Regions from separate parts of the Zea mays genome. Here all the other regions are linked to region 1. The links are chromatin contacts, called in public Hi-C maps. All regions are on one chromosome and are shown on one strand. The core of a region is the stretch at or near the end of the contact, and the rest is flanking DNA. Distances in the headings are between cores, read along the strand shown.

Region 1 (3,520 bases), core at 745-3,244:
ACTTGCTGGCAGCAAAGAGTATGTGCTCGGTTAGCTTCTTGCTCATCTGACTGAGGGTACTGCTGATTGGAATGGCTTTTGGATCTATAACTAGAGTATCCAGGTCATTTGTACTTAGGCAAGTGTGTATACTACTCTATACTGGATTATCGAAATGGGGGATGGTTTCTTCCCTACGTTGTAAGGTCTGTTCTACAGACACGGTTGAAGTTTCATTTTTACCATCCTACAAATTTCTAACTCCTTTTACTATTACTACGAATGCAGGTGGCGGAGGAACAGATGATATGCCTAGGAAGAGGAACTAGTAGATGATAAGAGTTTGCCCCTGATATTAGGCTTCCTCTGAAATGCAGGAATTCTAGAGGAATATACAGGAATTTCACAGGAATCAGTCCATTCTCACAGAAAAAATGCAGGAAACTGAAAAAAAATCCCCGCATTCCAAAGGGGGCATCATCTAGGATTTCTTCATACCGAATTATCGATTGACTTCGACCACATACCGTGCTTTTGTTCATGTCTTTGAACACAGGCACACCCAAATTTCGAGGTAGCAAATTTTGCCCACATACACTGTATATAAAGTAGTTACAGTGCAAGAACAATGCTAACTGATCAGGTGATGTCTCGTCCTCCCCCCGGTTCTATTATTGTTACTGTATAGCTGTAATTAGTCCAAGTGTACAGCTGAATCTACTAAGGTTTACAAGGAAAATCGCCAGGCAGTAAACCTTCAATGCTTTTGGCTAGGTTTTCATTCTGAAAGTCATGTCTTCCGCGTCAGCATAATCCTGTATTCCTGTATAACCTCTGTTCGGACTTCGTAGTGCTCATCTGAGTTCTGATTCGGCCGGGCAACTGTAAATTCTGTAGTGTTCGAGAAAAAACTGTAAATTCTGTAATATTGCCAAGAATTATGAATTTACATGAACTTTACAGGTATAAGGTATTTGCTTTAATTTTTATCTGCAATTATACAATAATAATTGCTTATTTTTTTATTTGAGAGCTGCTCTACAAAGGTTTTGACACGGATTTTTTCGCAAGCCGGCAGTTGCGTCAATGCGTGGGCATGCAGCCAGCAATCGCACGGCCACTTGGACGGGCCAAAACTCTCTGGCCCACAGCTAGGGCGTGGTGGGACGTATACATGTACACGTGGGCCAGCCTGGCACGGCACATGTCAACAAAAGTACGGTCCACAAAGGCACGGTCCACAAAAGCACATATTTAATTATGGATCGTGCCGTACCAGCACGTGTGCCCAATCATCGGCCCACATCATGATCCACAATTAGTTATATGTACCAGACCGGCCGAAATAGCCTAAAATGTCTTAATGTGCCAGACTGGTCCCATATACATAGAATAGCAATAGATAAACAAAAAGTATAGAATATATGACCCAAATAAAACTAAGATGTTTTGTGGATGCACATTAAAAACCTTTGGTTAGAAAGAAAAAATATTACAAATAGCTTAGAAATAATATTTAGTTCTCTGTTCAGTGTTTTATTGAGTACTATACAGCCATACAGAATACATATACAATAATCATCATCACTATTCACTATCCCCATCTAGGTATTGGTTCTCGAAGGCCTATTGAAGCTCTAGATTCTCCAAGTTGTGCTGGTCATGTGAGTTTTGATGGACCTTAGTTAAATACTGAGTCTATATTTAGTGGGTCTCGATGTGCCTTAGTTAAATGGGTCGTGCCAGGCTGGCCCATGGGCTTGACTTGAGGCCCAGACACGGCCCACATATTGGGCCGTGCCGGCTCAGGCCTACAATGAGGTTGGGCCGTGCCAGATCTGGGTCGTGACAAAAATTATGTGCTTTTCGGCTCAGACTTACAATTAAGTTGGACCATGCCAAATCTGAGTCGTGCCAAAAATTATGTGCTTTGGGCCGACAGGCACAGGACAAGACGGACGGCCACAAACTCCAGGCAGAAAGTCAGAAACCAAGAAACGCCCGGCCACGACGCAGGCCTCGTGGCCAAATCGTCAGCTCGTGTTCGATTGTTTGTTTCAGTTGCCCGCCTCACTTCACCGGCTCACCGTGCTTCACCTGCTATCTTCCATGGCGGCGGCTCACCTCTTCTGCTCCGCACCGGCCGCCTATCGCGCCGCGAACCCACGGCCCCTTGCTACCCGTGGCCGCGCCAACCCCGCCACGGGAACGTATCTGGTGCTCAAAGGGGTATGGTGCTCATGTGCACATTTCCCCCGGGCCACACCATCGAGAAGATTCTTCCCCTGCCGCGCGTCGCTCAGCCCCGATGGATCGCTGGCCATGCTCGGGGCTCCCAGTCCCAGGATGGCGCCACCGATGAGGAAGCCGTACATGCGGGAGCACTCTTGCCTCATCTTCCCGCCCCCGCGCGGTCGACGCCCGCTGGCGGTCATCAAGTTCCTCGGCGGCGCCTTCATCGGCGCCGTCCCCGAGGTCACCTACGGGTAACTTTGTTAGCGCGTGAGTTCCATTCCGTTCCGGCGGTCGGCTACAATGGGTTTCATTCGGTTCCGTTGGACCCGCACTGGTGACTGGTGCGCTTGGCTCATCGCGCGGTTGGTTGCTCACTTGCTCGCAGCTACCTGCTGGAGCTCCTGGCGCTGGAGGGCTTTGTGGTCGTGTGCGTACCATACAACGTCACCTTCGACCACGAGGCCGCCGCGCGGGAGGTATTCCAGAGTTTCCATGCCTGCTACGACGCGCTGCTCGCGTCGGGGCTCCCGGAGGCCGGCCTCAGCGCCCTGGACATCGCGGAGCTCCCGCTCTACTCTGTTGGCCACAGGTGATTTCATCGAGGGCTGTCGCACGCTACTTGTTCGATGATTTGACTCGGAGGAAGCCTCGAGCTCTGGTTTGTTGATGTGTTCATTTAATTGTTCTGTTGTCATGGTTTGCAGCAACGGGGCACTGCTTCAGCTGCTAGTGGGAAGCTACTTCTCAGAAAGGATACCAGAGGTCCGCTGATGTTTTGTTGATGAAAAATCTGTCTGCAAAGTTTCAGTTTGTTTTAATGTTTCAGTATAATGAATCAAAAAAGAAGCTTTGTATTATTTAAAATTTCATATAATCTCATATAATAATTCTGATCGCCAAGTGCTTTTGATCTTATTTCTATGTTGGGTTCTCGTTTTAGGCTAATGCCATTGTCTCATTCAACAATAGGCCGGCATCGGAGGCTGTGCCTTACTTTGAACAGGTATTTAGTCTGGGCTTCATTACCTTATGCTTAATGGGTGTGCATTTTTCTGTTTCACATTAATGTTTCCCTGCATAAGAGTAGCAAGTTGCAGATGCTGATTAGCAAGCGTAGAAATGAGTACACTTATATATGGAACAGGAGAGGAATTGATACTGAACTTCTAATTAACTTTTGACTAGACCAAAACTCGACCTAAAATTAGTTTGTTGGGATACAAGTTGTGGTTCAACTCTTCTTGCTAGTTAGTACTGTAGGCTAACTGAGTGCCAGTCTGTGGTTGTGTTTGTGTGAGTAGTGAAC
Region 2 (3,520 bases), core at 748-3,247, 350 kb before region 1:
TAAAAGTGTTAAAGAGTTGGACCCATGTGGCAGTACAGTCAAGATATTCCATATGCATTCCTAAATGAAGCAAAACTCTTTTGTAGGAACATTGCTTTCCGTATAAATTTACATGATCTAAACAGAACATTTTATGTATAAGATAGGATACATGGGACAGTCAGGTACTCTTTTTTGTATTGAGCTATTCAGAACTGGATTCAGCGCTAGTACTTAACCTATTCAAGTAGTTGCTTCATTTGTAACATATAAGACGAGACAATCACTAAACAAACACACTAGCATAGAGACTTCAGGTTCATACAATAGAATTTAACAAAACATCATATGTTGTTGTACAAGTAATCCCAATGTTCATATCGTGATGCAGCTAGAAACTGATGCTGATATCACATCCTGGTATTTGTGGTTTAATTAGCAGCTAAATGCACTGCAAGCTAGCATATTGACTAACAAGTAATACAGCATTTAGCCATTTACACACACTATAGTAGAGCTTACTATTGTTGGGAATGGTGGGCTGATAAGAGTGCTAAATGCCTGCGGATCAGAGACATCGGCGTCCCCCCATACAAGTGAGCCAATCTCCTTCTCATCCTCGAGCTGCTGGCCCTGGATGTACAAGAAGTTAGGTTGCACCACCCGCTGCGCCTCGAGGAACTGCTCTGGTGTAGGATTGAACAGGGTGTGGACCTGCATTCAGAAGCCCCTTCATTCAGCTAACAAAGAAAGGCGAGAAACAGCAATGAACGCACTCAAGCAAGGAGCACACAGTTGACCTCCAATCGCCCAGCCGAGCTGAGCTCCGGGAACGGGTAAGCCGGCCGCGGCCGCTTCGCCTCCAGCCCAGACCTCGCTGCTGGTGTGCGGTTCTCAGCATACTTCCCACACAGCACCGCGAGGAGCGCACAGTTGTTCCTCGAGAAGCTTTGGATTTGAGACATGACTGGCCGGCCGGAGCCTTCCCGACGGCAGCCAAGCAGGAGAAAAACCTCCCCTCGAAATCAACCCCACTTCTTCATGCACCAAACCCTGCGACACAAAAACTGGATCAGGAATCCCCCAAAATCCGACCAAATCCGCAGCGAAACCCACGAATATGAGCGGGCGGCCTTACCAAGACGCGATTTTGCGGCGTAATCGGCGGCGGCACGGCCTCAATCGACGGCCGGACGCGACCGGGAAGGGGGTGGATTCGGTGCGGGTGAATGGGGAAAACAGAGGGTAAAGTGCGCGAGAACACACGGAGCCCTAGAAGACGATTCGCGGAAATAGCTACTGCAACAACGCGAAAGCAAATCCCAGTGCGGAGGCAATAAAAAAGAGGAGTCGTGCTTGTGGTGGTGGCGAATCGGCCCACGCCCCCATCACGATCCAGACAAACACACACGGCGCAATCCACAGGGGGGGAGAGGCGGAAAAAAATCTCTCTCCAAGAACCGGTACAAGAACTGAAGCGGGATTAACCGGAGACGGCGACCACGGGGATCGGGCGGGCGGGCCTCATTAGCAGCGGCAACCAACCAACTGGCAACAATCCCGCACGCATCACAGAGGCAGAAACTTTGGAACAGTCTCGGCTCGACCAGGGAGGCGTCAAGATTGGATTTTTGACGATGTGTGGGGAGGCCAGTCCGGAGATTCTCGCGGACTTTTCCTCCTCGGATTTTCGCCCTGCCCGCCTGCCTGCTCACATGCTCGCAATCACACGCATCGCTCAGCTTGATGAGTTGATGTGTGCCTGCTCTCTGCGGGTGCTGGTGTGTTGTTTTCCCTGCGCTTTTTCGTTTTCTCCTTTTCCTCCTCCGCTTCATTACTGCTGCAAGCCGGGGGACGGACGGAGGAAAAACGCGGATTAAAAGATTAGGAATTTCGGGAGCAGGATTGGTGAGGGGGCGAAATAATCTCTTTCTGGGAGAATTGTTTTTGCCGGGATCGGAATATCGGATGCTGCGACTGCTTTTGGTGTGCATGTATGTGTTCGGTTGGTGTTGGTGCAGATCGATTCGGTGTGGCCTGTGGACTTGTGGTGTGGTGTAGGGGTTGTGATCGGGGATCCGGCTTGGCGCTGGCGCGGTTCGAGACTGCAGGGTGCCAGAGTTGTTGTGCGTCGGAATTCGGATGCGTGCATCGGGTACCGCAGCTCGCGGTCGCGGCGGCTACATGGATAATGGATGTGCAAAATAATTTGTTTACTATCTCTATCAGCAGGGAGGGAGGGACTAATATGGTCCTAAGGCATCTGGTTTTTTTAGAACTTTGTTTCGGTTTTTTATTTTAAAACACTTCGGTTCTCGAGACATCAGAAACTGATCGATTTTATAGAAAATGAAAAATCGAGGAGTTTGGTTTCGGTTTTTCAGTAAAAACTGAATACTAAACTAATACTCAACACAACACATAAAATAAGTTTATATGATAGATTACATATAACTTTAAAAAATAAAAATTATATATGTACAAATATTTAAAGATACATCATACATCACATAAAAATAAGTGAATAACAATTTCATTGCATCACACATTTAGTTCACATAATCGAATGGTCAAATTTTAGAAATGATAAAGTTTGGTATTTCGGTTCGGTATACGGTGAAAATCGATTACGATACCGAAAACGAACCAAACTACTGAAAATACCGAAATTTCGGTTCGATTTTCGATTTATGGTAAAAAAAATGTGTCCACCCTTATATGGCCCGGTATTGTTTGGCCAATATATATCCTATCCCTAGCGCAACGCAAACAACATACTCCTCTCACCTCCCACCCACCCACCCAACCCCCGTCCGCGCAGGCGTAGATGCACTCCTCCAACTGTGTCCTTCGCCACTACTCGCTGGTGCCTATGATCGGCTGTCATTGCCCACCTAGCCCTAATCGCGAGGTCGCGACCTTGCCGGTGCTCGCTGGTGACTCGTAGCTGGTGCTTCATACCCGCGCCCCGCGACGCCTACATGTACCTCATGCCCCATCGCCCATCGATGCCCCTTACAACTGTGTCCGTCGAAGTCCGGACACCGATCGGACGGTACCAGTTGGCTATAACCACCCAACCATTAGGTGGCCAAAGGCTCCTTCGCCATACGCGGCTGCGCCGGTGCCTATAGTTGGCCAAACGGGCGGCGTGGCCCAACACGCCCTAGCACGGTTAGGTAATCGGGTCGTGCCGAGCCGGCCCACGTGCCAAAGCCACGGGGCAAGCACGACACGGTAGCCCACTAACTATGTCGAGCCGGGTCATTTGCATTGTGTACCTATTGAATAAATGGTGTAAATAGGTAAAAAAAGGATATGGAGGGGCTTGAACCGTGTCCACCCAGCTACGAACACAAGGCGTGCTCTGCTAGCCAGTACGCCCTACTGCTCGCTAGTGCCTGTGACCGTGGGGCGTCATTGCCCACCAAGCCCTAGCCCTAATCGTGAGTTCATGACCTTGCTGGTGCTCGCTGGTGACTTGTAGCTGATGCTTCATGCCCGCGGCGGTGACGCCTACATGTGCCTCATGGTCGTCGCC
Region 3 (3,520 bases), core at 520-3,019, 330 kb after region 1:
TCACAGTCAACCAAAGTGGTGCTCGTGGCACGGTGGCTCCAACTCGGGATATGTGAGCAAACGGCCACGCCTCAACCTAGAGGGGGATTATAGCTCTAGATTATTTGATAGTGTCGATGCACCACACCCTATTGGTCGCAATAGGGCTAGAGCGCAAAGCAAGGGCAAAGGTACAACAACGAGTAGCAGCGAGGCCCCTGGACGGAAGAAGGCCATGGCGAAGGGGCTCTATAAGGCCAACGAGAAGTTAAATTATGCGAACTTATACAATTAATTCACCAAATTAATGGATAAGACACCGACAACGTGAATGAAGACATGAGAAGGATCCACATGTTGGTCGTTAAACAGTTGGCCAAACAATTAAAATTAGATGAACAAGGAACCAATGAAGAAGATGAGGTGGACAAGGACGAGAAGGACGACGAGTTGTTTTTATATGAGCTTTTGTATTTTTATTTATTTTTAATCTATTGGATTGTATGAACTTTGTTCAATTTATATAGTTTTATTTTTTTAATGAACTATGTTTTTAATGTTTTTTGTATTTTATTTGAACTAAAAATTGTGAGTCTGTGGAAGAAAAGCTAATGTGGCACCTGATGTGGCTATAGACTGACGGTAAAGGCTGTGCACTGATAAGTTATGGTAGATAAAGATTGATGTTAGTAGATATAGACCAATCGATAGTGAGATGACAGTAAATGCAGACCCGGTGCACTGGATCCAGTTTTATGGAATGTGCTCGCATTTACATGCTAAAGAATAAGAAAAAGGGTAAATGGTACTGAGGAGTGCTATACCTTCTCGTTCACTGAGCTGGGAGCCGAGACTGACGGCAGGAGTATTCGGGACTGGCTGGAAACGAGCTGAGCCGAGCTCGGCTCGGCTCGCCCATTTCACGAGCTGGGGAGACAGGCTCGGCTCGGCTCGCGAGCCACACCCTGATATATATAATTGCATTATCTAGTGAATTATTAGTATATAAATATAAATATATAGATATCATTTATCATTATGAGTAATCTAAATTATTGATTGTCATATATTTATCATGAAACGTTAAGAAACAAACTGACTATCTATAAAATTACTCAATATCCATCATTATTCTACATATTAAGTAATTTGGCAAAGCTCGCGAGCCGCTCCGAGCTCGAGCCGGCTCGCGAGCCTCGAGCTTATTTTCCAGCCCTATCCGGGACTGCTCTGTGCCACCAACTTTAGGGTCTGTTTGGTTGGTCTGTGGTTGTGTAAAAAGCTGTTGTAGAATGTGAGCTGTGGAAAAAGCTGTTGTGGTCCGTGAGCTGTTAAAAAGCTAAAAATCGTTTAGTGGAAACCACTAAAAGCTATTAAAAGTTATTCGATATATGTTTTCACAGTTTCATCAAAAAGCTACTAAAAATATGTCGAGAGTGCTTTCAATTTTGCAATGCGAGAAAGTCAACTTTTAGAAAAAGCTGATTCTTGGATCCAATCCCTTTGGTTTTAGTTTAGGAGATAAAAGTCAAGCCAAAAGTCAAACCAAACATACATTTAGTTCGCTGTATATCAGCTTTACTTTAAAATTTACCAATATTTTTAACACGTTTGTCTTGTAACACAGTTCTAATACCGAAAATTGAGATTCTGTTGGAAAAAGGGAAGACACGATGGAAAAGAAAACTGATAGTCCCAAATTACACATGCCCCCCAAATATCGCCTAAATCCTCTTTTCGCCCTCAAAAAATCCTCTATAAAACCGCACTGCTCCCTTGGTCCTGCAAATCCAAGAAGAAAGGAGCATAGAACATAAGAGGAGAGACCGCACTACACACCTCACGCCTGAAGTTCAGATCTAAGCCTTCTCGTCCTCGCCCAAGGACAACGATAAACATCTAAGAACCAAACAAAAACAGAGCACGACCATCGGTCTCTAAGCAAAACGCGCAGCACGCCGGGCGCTCCACGCACGTAGGCTAGCAGAGCGCGCATGGGGCTTCTGGACCAGCTGTGGGACGACACGGTGGCCGGGCCGCGCCCGGACTCCGGCCTCGGCAAGCTCCGCAAGCACGCGTCCTTCTCCCCCTCGTCGGCCGCGCCGTCGCCGACCGCGGAGGGCGCGGCGCCGCCCGCCGTGACGCGGAGCATCACCATGCTGCGGCCGGCGGCGCTGTCCGTCGCCACGTCGCCGCGCAGCGAGTCCAGCTCCGCGCCGTCGTCGCCGTCGCCCGCAAGCGGCGCTCCGGACTCGCCCTTCGGCGCAGGTGACCACCAGCTCTCGCCGTCACCTTCTCTTCTTTTTTTTCCCCCAGTTCTCGTCGTCGCTGCGCGGTGTTTGACTGTTTCGTTGGAGCTCGCGGAAGGGATCTTTGGGTCAGTCAGCGTTGTAAAAAGCAAAAAGAAAAAAAGAAAAGAAATATACGGTATCTGGTTAATAATTTCGCAGCTGCACGCTTCGTTTTAGCGGAATTCTGTAGCGAATTTGAAGCTACTTTTGTATAGTCGAATGTTGGAGATCTGAAGCATACACACGCACACCCCCGGCTGATGTTGTGGTCTCTTTTTCTGTACGTACGTTGCCACCGTGATGCTGCAGCGACGACGCCCAGGGGAGAGGGCTGGAAGAAGCTGCGCCGGAAAGGCAGGATGGCCGACGGCGCCGACGCCCCCGGCACGCCGAGGAGCCCCACTGTGTACGACTGGTGCGTATTATAAATACTATGTCCTGTTGCCTCCGAACAGAGTTGGCATGGTACATCATCTGAAATCTGATCCGCGTGTCTCGGACTCCCACGGCAGGGTGGTGATCAGTTCGCTGGACCGCTGAAGCAGCCGGCCGGGCCAAGACGAGGACACAGCACAAGGATGGAGGAAGCCAGCCACCATCAGCAGCAGCTAGCGGACTGAAGGAGGATCGGAACAGAGAGGCCCCCCCGGCCATGCGACCTGCTTAACAGAGCTTCTGGTCACGGTTCTGTTATACTACGCGTTAACGGTGTATGTATATACGTCATCTTCCTGTAAATCTCCGTGGTGTGAGGTGCTGCTGATTTTGAAGAGAGTGATGCTCCTGTTATGTGCTACTAGCTAGCTAGTGCTGTTGCTGTATGAGTACAGTGTAGTCTACTATTAAGGGTTGTCGTTTGGACTGTTAGTCTATAGAGACAGAAAAATGTAGAAGTACGTATTAAAGCCAATCGAATAGACATGTTTGTCGCCATGTAAAAAAAGTATAATCCTACGTATACTCGTACGCAACGATAGTAATGCGTGCTTGAGTGTTGTGGACACTTTCGCCAACACCTTGGCTTGCGTTGCCTTGCCTGCCACAGAAATATCTTACCATGGGCGTGGATTGTTTAGTGCTTTCGGGTACCAATAATTCAGTACTAGCATGTCCATCGCAGTCGTGACGACGCTAAATCGGTGTGGAATCGAGAGGATTATTAGGGTGTGTTTGGTTTGGTTTTGGCTTTGGCTTTTGCTCCCTAAAAGCCAAAAGCCAAACCAAAGGGTTGAATCCAGAAAGCAGTTTTT

Evidence for each region. A called contact is a pair of places that touch in the nucleus more often than the background predicts.
Region 2: a Hi-C map of tassel shows a contact between it and region 1, with 2.7 times the contacts expected there. The contact joins the promoter of LOC100279908 here to the promoter of LOC100275401 in region 1. A contact is called at or near these places in 5 of 25 Hi-C or Micro-C datasets (ear, leaf, leaf mesophyll and 1 more).
Region 3: a Hi-C map of leaf shows a contact between it and region 1, with 5 times the contacts expected there. The contact joins the promoter of LOC107126293 here to the promoter of LOC100275401 in region 1. A contact is called at or near these places in 3 of 25 Hi-C or Micro-C datasets (ear, leaf and tassel).

The regions. Positions count from the first base shown.
Region 1 is chr7:125,788,781-125,792,300 of Zm-B73-REFERENCE-NAM-5.0, forward strand. LOC100275401 reads left to right here and starts at 1,995. Exons shown (of 10, transcript NM_001350153.2): 1 at 1,995-2,465; 2 at 2,600-2,803; 3 at 2,919-2,976; 4 at 3,155-3,217. The coding sequence starts at 2,089. LOC103632806 reads left to right here. Exons shown (of 12, transcript XM_008654538.3): 11 at 1-185; 12 at 268-1,004.
Region 2 is chr7:125,437,064-125,440,583 of Zm-B73-REFERENCE-NAM-5.0, forward strand. LOC100279908 reads right to left here and starts at 1,998. Exons shown (of 16, transcript NM_001358052.1): 1 at 1,118-1,998; 2 at 780-1,032; 3 at 502-693. The coding sequence starts at 944.
Region 3 is chr7:126,116,356-126,119,875 of Zm-B73-REFERENCE-NAM-5.0, forward strand. It overlaps LOC107126293 (Dormancy-associated protein homolog 3), which reads left to right and starts at 1,770. Exons shown (of 3, transcript NM_001319095.1): 1 at 1,770-2,247; 2 at 2,580-2,685; 3 at 2,783-3,203. The coding sequence starts at 1,974. The coding sequence ends at 2,810.